Regions from separate parts of the Mus musculus genome. Here regions 2, 3, 4 and 5 are each linked to region 1. A link is a contact called in public promoter capture Hi-C data. All regions are on one chromosome and are shown on one strand. The core of a region is the stretch at or near the end of the contact, and the rest is flanking DNA. Distances in the headings are between cores, read along the strand shown.

The links. Promoter capture Hi-C pulls out the DNA fragments that hold promoters and counts their contacts.
Region 2: a promoter capture Hi-C map of liver shows a contact between it and region 1, with 4 times the contacts expected there. The contact joins the enhancer-like site here to the promoter of N4bp2l2 in region 1. A contact is called at or near these places in 4 of 39 promoter capture datasets (cranial neural crest, frontonasal cranial neural crest, liver and 1 more), 8 of 115 datasets of contacts at active chromatin or transcription factors (craniofacial prominence, embryonic basal ganglia, embryonic forebrain and 5 more) and 2 of 9 other capture datasets (adipose tissue and pancreatic islet).
Region 3: a promoter capture Hi-C map of liver shows a contact between it and region 1, with 4 times the contacts expected there. The contact joins the enhancer-like site here to the promoter of N4bp2l2 in region 1. A contact is called at or near these places in 11 of 39 promoter capture datasets (the 3T3-L1 cell line, the HPC-7 cell line, the SN4741 cell line and 6 more) and 4 of 115 datasets of contacts at active chromatin or transcription factors (embryonic basal ganglia, embryonic hindbrain, embryonic limb bud and 1 more).
Region 4: a promoter capture Hi-C map of hippocampal neurons shows a contact between it and region 1, with 4 times the contacts expected there. The contact joins the enhancer-like site here to the promoter of N4bp2l2 in region 1. A contact is called at or near these places in 5 of 39 promoter capture datasets (the 3T3-L1 cell line, 3T3-L1-derived adipocytes, hippocampal neurons and 2 more), 1 of 484 Hi-C or Micro-C datasets (cortical neurons), 3 of 115 datasets of contacts at active chromatin or transcription factors (cardiomyocytes, craniofacial prominence and embryonic midbrain) and 1 of 9 other capture datasets (adipose tissue).
Region 5: a promoter capture Hi-C map of trophoblast stem cells shows a contact between it and region 1, with 2.9 times the contacts expected there. The contact joins the enhancer-like site here to the promoter of N4bp2l2 in region 1. A contact is called at or near these places in 10 of 39 promoter capture datasets (the 3T3-L1 cell line, the SN4741 cell line, cranial neural crest and 6 more), 1 of 115 datasets of contacts at active chromatin or transcription factors (forebrain) and 1 of 9 other capture datasets (adipose tissue).

What each region holds. Positions count from the first base shown.
Region 1 is chr5:150,664,183-150,666,936 of GRCm38.p6, reverse strand. N4bp2l2 (NEDD4 binding protein 2-like 2) reads left to right here and starts at 1,325. Exons shown (of 6, transcript NM_201369.3): 1 at 1,325-1,436.
Region 2 is chr5:151,393,154-151,395,907 of GRCm38.p6, reverse strand. All of the region lies in intron 2 of 1700028E10Rik (RIKEN cDNA 1700028E10 gene), which reads right to left. It also overlaps a transcript of Stard13 not described here. Among named protein-coding and RNA genes, the nearest start is that of Gm3704, 12 kb to the left of the region's middle. Within about 2 kb of position 1,412, at least 74 of the 459 cell types and tissues checked have an H3K27ac peak or open chromatin away from gene starts, as enhancers often do. A contact at or near this core is called in forebrain and liver, where this site is marked.
Region 3 is chr5:151,345,399-151,348,152 of GRCm38.p6, reverse strand. It overlaps a transcript of Stard13 not described here. Among named protein-coding and RNA genes, the nearest start is that of 1700028E10Rik, 22 kb to the left of the region's middle. Within about 2 kb of position 1,337, at least 40 of the 459 cell types and tissues checked have an H3K27ac peak or open chromatin away from gene starts, as enhancers often do. A contact at or near this core is called in the SN4741 cell line and liver, where this site is marked.
Region 4 is chr5:151,314,570-151,317,323 of GRCm38.p6, reverse strand. It overlaps a transcript of Stard13 not described here. Among named protein-coding and RNA genes, the nearest start is that of 1700028E10Rik, 53 kb to the left of the region's middle. Within about 2 kb of position 1,368, at least 85 of the 459 cell types and tissues checked have an H3K27ac peak or open chromatin away from gene starts, as enhancers often do. A contact at or near this core is called in cortical neurons, hippocampal neurons and trophoblast stem cells, where this site is marked.
Region 5 is chr5:151,273,072-151,275,825 of GRCm38.p6, reverse strand. It overlaps a transcript of Stard13 not described here. Among named protein-coding and RNA genes, the nearest start is that of 5430435K18Rik, 22 kb to the right of the region's middle. Within about 2 kb of position 1,370, at least 17 of the 459 cell types and tissues checked have an H3K27ac peak or open chromatin away from gene starts, as enhancers often do. A contact at or near this core is called in trophoblast stem cells, where this site is marked.

The DNA of each region.
Region 1 (2,754 bases), core at 76-2,575:
TAGGGACTGGTAAGAACTGGGACGAGGACACTGCTTTTCATAAAGTAAATGGGTTTTCTCTCTTTTACACAACACTCTTAAGAGAGAGAGAGAGAGAGAGAGAGAGAGTGTGTGTGTATACATATTTACACACACACACTCAGGTGTATATATATGTATATATACACTCAGGTAAAACACTCACATAAAATAAAATAGTGATTTGTTTTAGTTTGTTTTGTTTTGTTTGAGACAGGGTTTCTCTGTGTAGCCCTGGCTGTCCTGGAACTCACTCTGTAGACCAGGCTGGCCTTGAACTCAGAAATCTGCCTGCCTCTGCCTCCCAAGTGCTGGGACTAAAGGCGTGCTCCACCACTGCCCGGCTTCACTGTGCTTTTTATCTATTATACTTATAAATTAAAACATTATTGTGGGGGCTGGTGAGATGGCTCAGAGGGTAAGAGCACCCGACTGCTCTTCCGAAGGTCCAGAGTTCAAATCCCAGCAACCACATGGTGGCTCACAACCATCCGTAACAAGATCTGACTCCCTCTTCTGGTGTGTCTGAAGACAGCTACAGTGTACTTAAAATAATAAATAAATCTTTAAAAAAAAAAAAAAAACATTATTGTGTTGGAGACAAGACTTATTCAAATATGCTGAGATGGCCGATCTTCTTGTGCGGGCCCAAACGAAACAAGGGGTGGAGAGGACGACAGGCTAATAGAAATGGAAAGGAGAAAAAAAAAGACCTTTAACTGGAGCTAGTCATTTGGTTGGTATTTAGTTTTAATTCAATACATATTTATATAGCAGTTTTCCTATATCTGGAAGTAAGATACTTTATAATTTCTTCTCCCCAAGAGTCATCTGTTATGGGGTTCTGAGGTGCAGGCACTCTATTTTGCCACAGTTGTTCAGAAGCTTAAAATTATACTAAATGGTGTTTCTGAGAAACCATAGCAACTGAGTTCTGTTACACAAAATGTTTTCCCCTTTGAAGCCTAGGCTGATTCTTTTGTCTCCTGAAAAGCCTGAAAACTGTTCACTCACCACAGAGGCTTGCGCGTCCATCCACCTGGGGGCGCCAAGCACTCTTGTTCTTTTTGAGTCGTGAACCCCAGAGGACGTCGCTGCCTTTATAGATAAAGGTGATGTTTCTTTAAGAAACTTCCCCCCACTACAGGGCGGGGAACAAGACTGAGTCTACGTTGGTGGCCAAAATAGCTTGTAAGTCTTGCAATGGACTCTGGAACACTGAGTTTCGGTGCCTTGAGGTAAACGAGGACTGCGGGACGCCGGACTTCAATCCCCATAATGCCGGGCGTGAGCCCGCGGTGCTGCATGGGTAATCCTAGAGGTGGCGGCCATCTTGCGTATGAAACTGCTCCAGCCTCGCGTCTCTTTCCAGCTCCGTTTAATAGCTACGTTTTGGACGGTCTCTCGTCTTCCCGGAGGTTCGTGTGTTCGCGGAAGTTCTTTTTTTTTTTTTTTGGAGGGGGTGGAGTGGGGTGGGGGAGGGCTTGGAGAGGAAGATGGTGGAAGTGCTTACAGAGCGATGGGTCCCGGTGGAGGTGAGGGAGGTATTTCCGGTTTCGTCTGAGCGAACGGCTGGCGCCTGCACCTCCGGCTTTGACACAGCTCTCGCCTCACTGCGAGCGTGGAAGCCCCAAGAGAAGCCTGTCAGCCTTCGGGACCTCCCCGGATTCTTAGAAGGGATCTTGACGTTTTCCTTAGGGACGGAGAAGCCGGAGCGCCCCTGGCCTGGCAGCCCGCCCCCGGTCAGGAGGCCTTGGGGGCCCGGCAGGTAGGGCGCTGACGACGTCGGTCCACCCTGCTGCACTTGCTTGGTTGGCTCTTGACGTTAGATTGAGGACATGGGAGCATGTGGCCGAGGTGGGGGCTCTTTCCGGGAACCTGGCTTTTCTCCGCAGTTGGAGCTTCCTTCGTCTCTGCTAATGGCTTGTCGCCTTTCTTCTCGTTTGTAGGGTTTGGGTTTTGATTCCAAGAGCAGGCCAGATGTGACCAAAAGAGCGCTTTTGGTTTCTTAACGCCCCTCCCTCTATGACAAGAGAAGCGAAGTTGTGATTTTTTTAAAAAGACATAGTCTCTCCCAACCAGGCTGCTCTGCAACCCATTTGTGTAGCCAACCCATACTGGACTGGAAATCTATTGATAGGATTACAGGTTTGAGCTACCACGGCCTGTCAAGAGTAATTTTAATTACATTTATTGACAGGGTCTTGGGTAATACAGACTGACCTTGAACTTACTGTGTAGTCCAGGCTGGTCTTGAGCTCCTTTCAACACCTGCCAAATGCTAGTGTTGCAGTCATAGACCACCCTGCCTAAAAAGTGTATTTTTCAAGTTAGAGAAACTACTAGAAAAGATGAATGATTTGATTTTTAAAGTTTTCTGATTATTTTCCCTAAGCATAATTTGTATCATCACTAAAACTCAAAACTTTTTTTTTTCCAAATTATTACATTCAATTGGAAAACTGCTTTTATACTACTTAAAAGAAAAAGACCCCACAAAGACTGCGTTTTTAGTTAACCTGGTATTTGGATGCTAAAGAGAGATAATTGTTTGGAAGTTAAAGTATATACTACAAAAGACATGATGATTTTAAACAGGAAGGTATTTGTGGTACAGTGTACTGAAGGAAAATGAGATTTTGTAACTTGTGATTCATGTAAAAGAGTTGTCTATGAGCCCGGATGCCAGGGCAGGGCTCTTGACTGTAAAGATGAAAAGGAATGCAAGGACGCAGG
Region 2 (2,754 bases), core at 163-2,662, 730 kb before region 1:
CAACTATTAACTTTTGGTAGCCCCTCGGGGAGGGATTTACTGTCAGTAGTGTCTCAGGAACACTCCTCCACCTTCCATAACGAGTTTATGACTATAACAGCCAGGTCTTGTCCAGAAGTCATCTTTTCAAACGCAGGCATCTCTAGCCTCTGGCTCTTAGGTTCTTATTGACCTGTTCTTCTGTAACACTTCTGGACACTTTGACCAGGTGTGAGCCTCTGCATTAACTACCTCCTATTTGCCATAAGCCACCCTGATTCAGGGTGAGAGTATCACTAATCAATGCATATGAACATGAGTGTTTAGGAGGCAATGGGACCGTCTACTTAGCAAAACAGTAATAATGAATGGCTTCTAAGGTCTGTGATCTCTCCAGCCTCCAGCTTTTGACTAGGCTTATAATATATAGCATGCACTTTTAACAGTTTGCTGTCCGTTCCTGTGATAAACACCATGACCAAACAGTGACTTGGGAAGACAGGTTTTACTTCAACTTACAGGTTATGTCTATCATTGAGGGAAGCAGGGACATGGAGGGGGTCCTTGGTGGCCACAAAACTCTCTTGTTAGCTCATTTACTGATTCAGTGATGCACAGGGGTTTTTAAAGTCCTATTCCACAGGCTTCCTATATCCCATTTTATTTTTTCATTCTATATTTTCTTCCCAGGATTGGGGATTTTCATAAAGAGATGATATTTTCAACCTTCAACAAGCAATATAGACTTTCACACAAGACAAGCTAGGAAATACCATGGCTGAACCCCATAAAGAAGCCATCGGACAGGTTCAAACACTTTAGCCCTCTCTCCATTCTGAAGCCTTCCTACTCCCTAACAAGAAGGGCACTGTGAGTCAGTTAACTTTCTTATTTCAAGCCTCCTGAGTTTTAAAAAAAGAGTCTACATTTGACTCTGGGCATGGATTCAAAGTCTTTTGGAATAAATGAGCTGCTTGTCTGGCTGTCAAACGTGGCCACCACCAGCACACTCATCATAACCTTCATTGGAGTTTATGTGCCGGACAAGGAAGTGCTGCCTTTCAAATTCAACAATATCTCAAACCGTGGTTGCCTTGCAAATATGGGCCCGCCCTCAGAGTAGCTAAGGGTATTTATAGTGTGTTTAAATTATGTAGGACAGAGAAAAGGAGGTTTGAAAGTCCAGCAGAGAGTTGGATAATCGACTTCCATAAAACTTAGATGAACAAAAACAACAAAAACAATTACCCTTTTTGTTCAAATGCTGGAAAGAATTTTGTCTACCTTCTTGCTTCACTGGGATTTCTTTATGTTTTCCTGGCTAGCAGAAATGTCACTGTTCATGATGCATTTGGCTTCTTTGAGGGGAGGCAAGGATTTCAGCTGAGTCTAGCACAGCGGAATGAGGAGCATTGGAGTGCACAGCCAGCAGTCAGTCCTGCCAAATCAAACAGGAACCAGGGAGAACAATGGAAGATTATGTGAGGGAAAGTGGATACCCTGAACCAACGAATGCTGCAGGAAACCCACATCAATTATACTGGGAACCAGCCACTCTCCCCCTTCACAACGCCATCCCTCCTGCTAGAGCTCTGGGGACATTGTGGATTCACCCAAAGCTCACCCACAAAAGGGCAGTGGGTGGAGGGGAAGCAAGCATGCCTTTTCTTAGTTTCCTGCTTGTCTCCAGAACTCTACAAGTCTTAGAGACCACGCTGTCCTTTCAATGACATTAGCCTAAATGACTCCCCTCTGTGGTTGGTGAGCCAGCAAAGAGTCCTTCCGGCTACAGCTCTTATGTAACAGCCTAGGATAGACAAACTGACTGCCTTTGACCTTGCTTGTGTCTTGATTCACAGGGGAGAAAAAGCAAAATGCAGAACAAAAAGTAAATAGACAAAAAACAAAAACAAACAACAGCTGGATTTTACTAGCAGTCACCAAAATGATCATGTAACTACCCCACAGGGTAAGCTCTTGGTAGCTCTGCCCGAGGCCACAGGTCTTAGGTCTTAGCGATATTCACTTTTAAACATGGCCAAGGACCCTGGCAGCACACAGTCAGCACAGGCTCAGCATGGACAAACAGGTCAGAGAAATCAGAGGGCAGTGCAGAACAATCCAGTGTGACTGGATCACTTATCCTTGCAGTTTTGAGATTTACTTTTATTTTATGTGCATGGGTGTTTTGCCTAAATGTGTGTATGTGCACTATGTGTGCACAGTGCTCAAGGAGGCCTTTAGAGGGTGTTGGATCCCTGGAACTGGAGTTAGACACGGTTGTGAGCCGTGGTATGGGTGCTAGGAATTGAACACAGGTCCTCTGAAAGAGCAGTCCCATGAACTTTTTAAATTTCCAGTCTTTGTGAAATTTGGGATAAATTTTGGTTTCAATTTTATAACACAGGTCAAAATATATTGTCATTTTTTCATATGTACTGAATTTTTTATGGCTCAGTGTGTGGACTATTTTTAGCAGTGAACTATTTGTACTTGAATATAATATATTCCTTCTAAGTTCAACATACTACTTAATTGACCCACTTTGTCATCACCTGAATGCACATTTATGAATCTTTTCATGTTCTTGATCTGTATGAGTTATGCACATTTCATTATGATTGTGTGCCTTCAATTGCTCTGTCAATTTCTGTTTTCTATATTAAGAGGATTTATATAGGAACTTAGAATTTTAAATTTTTTTTCTTCTACTGAATTATCTCGTTAACTCTAATAGCATCCTTTTCACTAAAAATAACTTATGGCTGACAGAAT
Region 3 (2,754 bases), core at 88-2,587, 680 kb before region 1:
TAGTTTTCAACACTCTTTGTGTCATTGAAGGGTGGTAGCTGATGAATAGCTAGAAGGATAAATGAGATACAGAGTAGATCAGGACTAAAACTGAGCTTAAACACTTCTGCCAAACAACAGATGACAGCTTAGAGATATCCTGCACCGTGTGTGCCTGGCACAGGGCCCACTTTTCTAGAAGGGACAAAGACATCTTCTGCTCACCAATGGGTGAGTCCTGAAGGTAGGACATCAGACAAGTCATGTTCAAGTCTCTATGAAGTGCATTACATGGGCTGTTATAGGCTGTAAAATGGCTAACAGACAGTCCAGACCATGTTGACAGAAACAAAAGAGAGTCCAAGGTTTGTGCTTTGTGTGTGTGTGTGTGTGTGTGTGTGTGTGTGTGTGTATAGGTGTTTGTGTACATAGAGGCTACAGATCGATATAGGGTATCTTTCTGAGTTGATCTCTGTTGAAATAATTTTAATAAATATTTTAATAAATAAATCCTGGCATGGGGTTGCTTCCTATCTCAATGGTTTATGTTTCCAAATCTCTCTCTCTCTCTCTCTCTCTCTCACACACACACACACACACACACACACACACAGCCTTTACATGTAATATGCCTTAAGCAGCACAATAGCTTGGCAATTACCTAACCTCCCTGTTATTAGAATCTACCTCCCATTGATAATTCTGAGTTACTACTTATAAATTTCTATGTTCTATCTTGGCTGATCTTGACCCAGTTGAGCAGCCCTTTGGACTGGTCCTCTGGCCCCCTTACATGGCAGCTCTGCTCCTCTCTCTTGTCCACATCCTAGGCTTGGCATCTCTCCCTTCCTTCTCCTCATTGTGGTCCCAAGCTGGGGAAACCTAAAACCTAGCTTTCTCTTCTCCCTAGCTATTGGCTGTCATCTTTATTTACTAATCAGAATTAATTGGGGGCAGGTTCCCACAGCTACATGCAGACCTTCTCATGCAAACTTATTTTGGGGACCCCATTAGCATTAGAATACAAGCACTTAGTTACAGATCTTCTCTATACTTCTTGAGGCAGTCTCTCTGTGAGCCTGGAGCTAGGCTGGTAGTTGCAACCCCGAGAGATCTTTCCATTTCTGCCTCCCAGCAGTGAGACTACAGATACCTGTTGCCACGCCTAGGGACCTAAACTCAGGTGCTTACAATCAACCAGGAAGCACTTTATCTACTGAGCCATCTCCCTAGCCTTCTTGGCCTGTGAACTTTTTGAGTCACAGAAGCCAAAGCCAAGAGGTTTCTGGCTGAGCGTGTGACAATGCCACTTTGGCCTGGCCCCGTGTCCTTGACTTGGAAGAGCGGCCCTGGCACAGAGTCAGGACCGTGACTCATGAGTAGCTTTGGACTAATGTTCTGTTCACTTACTCATGAGGATAGAGTGGGTAGGACCAGGTGAAATGGGGAGCCGTGTTCTGGGCATCGAAGACAGGGAGAGTGCCGACTGCCATCAAGAACCTGCATCTGCATGCATGCACCTGAGTCCTGAGCTTCCATCTGGCTATGCTCAAATCTCTAAGAACACCGTGTGATGACCTCAGCTCATCCAGTCTTCTCCTGGTTCAGCCTTTGGTCAACTCATCGTTCAGCCTCCAAACTGGGGGGGGGGGGGCGGGGGGACAGGGGTGCCCTAACCCTTAAATGTGCGTTTTCTGTCACCAAATCCATCTCATGCTCATTTTTAAAACCTTATCTCCTGTTAATTCCATCCTTTGGTATCCTGCCTGACACCACCTTGGCCTGAGCCCCCAACCCCACCCCACCCCCAAACCCCCACCCCCGCCACCTTGAAATTGCAGCTCCTTAAAGTAGTTTTCCACCACATGGCCTGCACATGTCACCCTAATGCCTGGAAAAAGGAGAAAGAACGCTTAGTAGTCCACAGTAATTTTGAAGTCAGTCTGGTTATAAGGAGACTAAATCTGATCCCAGGTCTGTTCTATGGAAAAGTCCCTCCATGTCATTGTGTTGCCTTTGGTGGAAAATCAAATTGACTCTGACTTGACTTAGTGGTTCAGCCACACCACACTGTGTTTGGATCCTTAGGTATTTTTGAGGCCTGCCCCTTCGCCCCCACCTCTGATAGCTGTAGTCATTTTGTTCCATGCCTGCCAGCTATTTCATACTGTTGTTGTAATATGTGGACCAGTTATTGACACAGAAAAATAACTTGATTCAGTGCAAGGTCATGCTGATTACATATCCTGTTATGAGGTTTGTTAATCGTAAGAAATGCCACAAAGCTTTACATAGGACAATATGAACTGTTATGCCTAAAATGGCTTGAGTCAGTGCTAACCACCAGGCAGCACTTCCTGCACCTGCATATGGGCTCACCATGGGTTTTGCTGTTTTAGCCTTTATAAGCCGGCCCTGAGAAATGTTCAGGGTCCTAGCTGAGCCCCCAAATTCTGATCTGTGGCCCTGATCAGTCAGACTTAGGGTGTGCATTCAATAAACAATCCCTGTGTGACTGAGGTCAGTGTTTGTGCACTTTGTGGGACATTGTTGGACCACAACACTATTTACTAAACCTCTTCCTATTTGCATCAGTTTTGCACCTCTGACCTGGCATTTCCCATCTTCTCTCTGGCTCACTGATCCTCGCTGGCAAGGTTCAGCTTAAATGTCTACAAGAATGTATACCTTGCTCAGACTTCTGGCTGCTCTTCTTATTCTCCTGCCTCTCCTGACAGGTTTGCATTCTTTGGCTTCTCTGAAGTAAGAAAAAAT
Region 4 (2,754 bases), core at 119-2,618, 650 kb before region 1:
GGGGAAGTTTGCACCATAAATATACATATACACATAACTATACATTAGACTCATATATATTACCACAGTATTTATATGTGTGTACTACTATATACATATTTATTCATATTATGTGCACATATAAATACATATAATTTATTATATGAAAATATCTAAATAATTAAAGTTATAGTGGCAACAATAATAACTATATCATGAAGGACTAAGTTACTACTACACTATTACAATTTTTATAATATTGTCAAATACAAGTATCTTTATCTGAAATCAAAACGCATTATATTTAATATAGGAAGATTATTTTCCCAAGATGAAAACCAATGTAAATTATCCATTATGAAAGGAAAATGAGAATAAAATTAAAAGTTAAAGTTGTCTAGAACTTCTTCCTCCCCTTCCTGCCAAAGGTCCTGTTTAAAAGATGGAAACAAGGAAATACAAATGTTTAAATATTTTACCCAAAAATAGGAAAGCAAGTAATACACCAGCTGGCAATATTCATAGCCTAGGTCATTCTGCTCCCTGGAATGTCTTTGAGGGTTTCCTCAACAGCACCATACACAGAGGGTTTCGTGTATCGGATACATTATTTCTGTCAGAAGGCTAACGCCCAAGAGAGGCATTCCTTCTAGATATCCAAACGTTAGGGTTATGATAAAAAAAATACAATGTGATGGAATATGTGGTATTTCTAAATTAGCATACTCAATTATAATGTCTTTGGAATGTGGGAATAGTTAGATTTTATTATGTTTTTATCTTTTCATTACTCTTTAAACAGTTTGTCTGATTTATGCAGGGCTGTGCTAAAAATATCTGACATGGTTACACATGAAAGGGAGGCTCCCAGGGAGGCCCCAAGCTGAAGGAAGTCAGAAAATGGAGAGTCACTTAGTCATGTCCTGAGAGTCCCTGCCTATGAGGCTGAACGATGCTCAGTTACGCAGCACTGTGGACGCTGGAAGATTCTGCTGCGGGAACTTAAAGGAGAGTCACTCATGGGAATGTTAGTTCTCAGATTTCCTGCTGTGTGTACATGGTTTAGCGATATTTATTGGTGTGGCAATATGAGTGGCGACAGCTAGAGTACATCAAGAGCTCTCTATTTGACAACTGCCTTCAGTGGCCAGTTGGTCGCTCTTATTTTGGTGTGTGTGTGTGTGTGTGTGTGTGTGTGTGATGGAGAAGCATTGACTTCCATCTTTAACCGAAGGGGATTTTTGCTTAGTCTCCTCCATTCAGTTGCATTGTGCATCTTACTAGCCAATCCCTGTAGGGATTTTCCCACTGGTCACAGTCAGTGACCCAAGGCTGCGTGTCACAAGTAAGCTGTAAAAACCAATGCAGAAAGCTGGGGAGTCCTTAAACTCTGGAATGTCATGAGTCATAGTCACACAACCTGCCCTCTGAGCACTGCTTTACGCATTCTCTGTGTCTATCAGAGGCTTGCTAAACATGGGTGCTGTTACCAAGGATACAGCACTAGGAACAGAATTCCTGCTCTCCTGAAATTTAGACTAGATGAGGGAGAAAACCATAAATAAATTAAGCAAATATACACAATGCTGAATAGCAAATGCACAGGGGTTGGGGGCGAATCAAGCCAGAGTCAGGCAGTTGGCTTGCAATATAACAATATAATAGTGTTGTCTTAGTTATGATTTTACTGCCGTGAACAGACCCCCAAGACCAAGGCAAGTCTTATAAATGACAACATTTAATTGGGGCTTATAGCAGAATTTTCCCTGTCCAATCACTTTAAATATTAATACAACAAGAAGCCTGTGATTGGACAGGGAAAAGGGAGGTGGGGTGAAGAGTTTCAGAGACAGAGACAGAGGAGAAGGAAAGGGGGAGGAAGGAAGATGGAGGGAGAGGAAGACAATCCAGATTCCTTGAGGTTTTAAGTAGCCACAGATAGTTATGAATATCATAAAAGGATAGAATAGTTGTGATAGCTTGTCTAATGTAGGTGGGCAGCTTTTATCATTATCAACTGGCTCTGAAATTACTGTGTAGGCATCTTGTGAATTGAGAATTTATTGTTATATAAATATGACTGATTAAGCTTCTAGAGTTTTGATTTACTGGGTTACTGGGATTTGAGACTGCCGACCACAGAGGGTGGATGGCCGAGAAGGTACAGGAGGGCAGCTCCAAGGCAGACGAAACGGAGCTGGGAAGACTACCTCACAGAGGCTAGTCTAGTAGCTGGGTGTAACACAAAATATTGCAACTTTTTAAATATTTCCTACAACAGGGGCTGGCTTACAGGTTCAGAGGTTCAGTCCATTATCCTCAAGGCAGGAACATGGCAACATCCAGTCAAGCATAGTGCAGGCAGAGCTGAGAGTTCTATATCTTCATCTGAAGACTGCTAGCAGAATACTGACTTCCAGGCAGCTAGGACCAGAGTATTAAAGCCCACACCCACAAGGCCACACCTACTCTAACAAGGCCACACTTCCCAACAGTGCCACTCCCTGGGCCAAGCATATACAAACCATCACAAGTGGTTTCTTGTGAATACTGTATCACACATACACAGACATACTTGAGTATAGAAGAACTGAGTCTGGACTTTCCCTATTGCATAAATGTTTCCTGTGGAGACAAACATCAAATTAGCCCAGAGAGGACCCCAAAGGCAAACCAAAGAAATTATTTCCCCTGAGCCTAGTGAGTGAGTGAGATGCCTGAGATGACTTACAGGGACACAGGCAGGCAGTTACAGGAGCATGGCCAAGGGGCTAC
Region 5 (2,754 bases), core at 121-2,620, 610 kb before region 1:
GGATTAGCCATGGAATAGCTGTAATTAAGATACTAAGAATAAAGGGAGAAAGAGACTGTGGCTGAGGGTCTGGAGGTAGCCAGAAAAGGCCTCCTGACTAAGAAAACATTTGAGCAGAGCTCTAAAGAAAGTACTGCCCTATGTTTTGAAAACACTCTCTCTCTAAAATAAATAAATAAATAAATAAATAAATAAATAAATAAATAAATAAAAAGATTTGTGCCTCTTAACTAGGAAAATAACTTTTGGATCTAGAACATTTTTTTTTCAGTAGAACATTGTTCTAGGTTGGGCTGGAGAGAGAGATTAACAATGCAGTGTACTGTGTCTACTACTCTTACAGAGGACCCATGTTCAATTCCCAGCACCTACATCAGGTGGCTCACAGCTGCTTGTAACTCCATCTCCAGGGGAATCTTGTAGAGACTTCTGCCCTCTGAAGCCACTTGCACTTGTAATATTTGCATACACACACACACACACACACACACACACACACACACCACAGAATTGAAGACTGTGGGCCTACTCAGACTTTCTCATGTGTGCAGGTAGCATGCATGCAGCCCCCCATACACCCCGTGAGTCTGACATGAGGAAGCATAATTCCTTGTATGGCAGTGCCCAGCATCTGATATCGATATTAATGTTTTCTGAGTCACAGACAATGCAAGATTTGAAGAGAAAAACAAGCTTGTTTCTGATCTGTTCCGTATCATGTTTGTGATTGGAATATTTGAGTAATGGAGAAGCCACACTTGTGTTGACATAGGAATCAGAAGTATCTACTAGTTTTCAAGAGAGACAGTACAGACCCTTTGATTTTTAGAGCAGAGATCTTGGCATCCTGTCCTTTGGCCTTAGACTTCTCCAGTATTCTGTGCAGTATTCATACGATGAAAGTTCCTTGGCTCATCCAGAAAGGTGTGTGTGTGTGTGTGTGTGTGTGTGTGTGTACATCTCTCTCTCTCTCTCTCTCTCTCTGTGTGTGTGTGTGTGTGTGTGTGTGTGTGTATGTATACACATTGGAGTCAGGCAGAGGAGAGGGGAGTGGGAAGCAAGCTGAACTTGCTCCAGCAAGCTCTCGCAGCCCCATCTTCCTCATGGCAGGCCACATGCCTCCCTGTACAGATGAGTGGTCACCATAAGAATCACAGAAGGAAATAAACACCATAACTCACCCAAAGCAGCACCTCTCCTACATGCCCATAGGGATACTCATTCTTAAAGATTGTGTACAGGGGTCTGCTTGGTTGTTGTTGTCTGTTGTCAGCACTTCCTGGAGGACGTTTGCAAACTCAGCTTGAAAATGGCCCGGTGACAGCCCCTTGTCACAGCCCTCAGCTACTGTGACTCATTCTTAGTCATGCCTGCAGGTTAAGGGGCATATCTGAGATTCTCTCTTCGGAACACTGCTGATTCCAAGTTACCACCCATGCATTCTAAACACACTCCCGTCCCAAAACATTGCTCCGTCCCTCACTCTGCCCCATACGTAGCAAAGGAGACCTTTACTTTGATCCATTCTGTTTGTTGGAGAGCACCTTTTTTGGTCTCTTGTTTTCAGAGAAAAAGACTTTAAAGGACACTGAGCCTGGAGAAAGAGTCACACCACTAAACAAACATCCCGCAACCTTCCTTTCTTTTCCTGATGCCTCGTTGACTTGTTTGTCCTGTTTTTCGCCCTCTTTGAGTTTGCTACTTACAACAGCATGCTCTGTGGTTCCTCACTTTCTTCATCTGTCTTCTGGGAAGTGCAGCAATGAGATGCCTTCCCCAGTACCTGTGATGCGCTGTATCCTTACCTCTATTTCAGCCTCTTCTGAGAGCTGCTGAGCATTGTTTGCACCAGTTATTTCACTCTTAAAGATGGAGGTTTGGGCATGCCTTGAGAGGACTCGAGGGGAACTTGCACTGGTCAGTCCTACTAATAGCACTTACAGAAAGACACTACATTAAACAAACAAACAAAAAGAACTTTGAGTGAGTCCAACATTGATTCTTTTATCCATACAGCAAGTAGAAGCTTGGTGCGTCTTAGCTTTATAAAGATGTAAAATGAATAATAATAGGTGTGGCTTTTACGGCTTGGTATCCAATGAACTGTATATTACTGAGGAAGTGTAACCTTAGGCTCCTCACACAGCAGTGGCGCTGTGAGACGAAGCCACATTGGGACACATTCTAGAATTCATGTCTGTGTTCTATCTCATTAGTGGCACGATGAAGCATAAAATATTTATTTCTAGCTTATTACCTTTCTTTTCAGAAAAAGTGCCATGGCATCTACAAGTTAATCAAAGATAAAGTATATTGTGTTGAAGTATTTTTAATATTAGCATGCACATCCATGATCTGAAAGTTTTCAGCACCACATACACAATTATTTGCCAAGCATTCCCTAAGCCCCTGGTTTCTGCCAGAATTATCCTAAAAATTATTCATTTGAAATATCATAATTTCCAAACAATCATTCTGAAGTCTACACATGCATACACAGACACAGACATACACATGTATACACACATACAAACTACATATCCTTATTTAGAAAAATCTGCCTACATTTTTATTTTTAAACTCCTTAGGATTTATTTTAACTATATGTATATGTCTAAGGGGATGTGGATGTATATACATATATGTGCAAGTATCCATAGGGTCCAGGTATGTAGCATCCGGATCTGGAGTTACAGGCAGTTGTGAGCATTCCTTCATGGCTCCTGGGGACCAAGGTCCTCTGCTAGAGCAGTT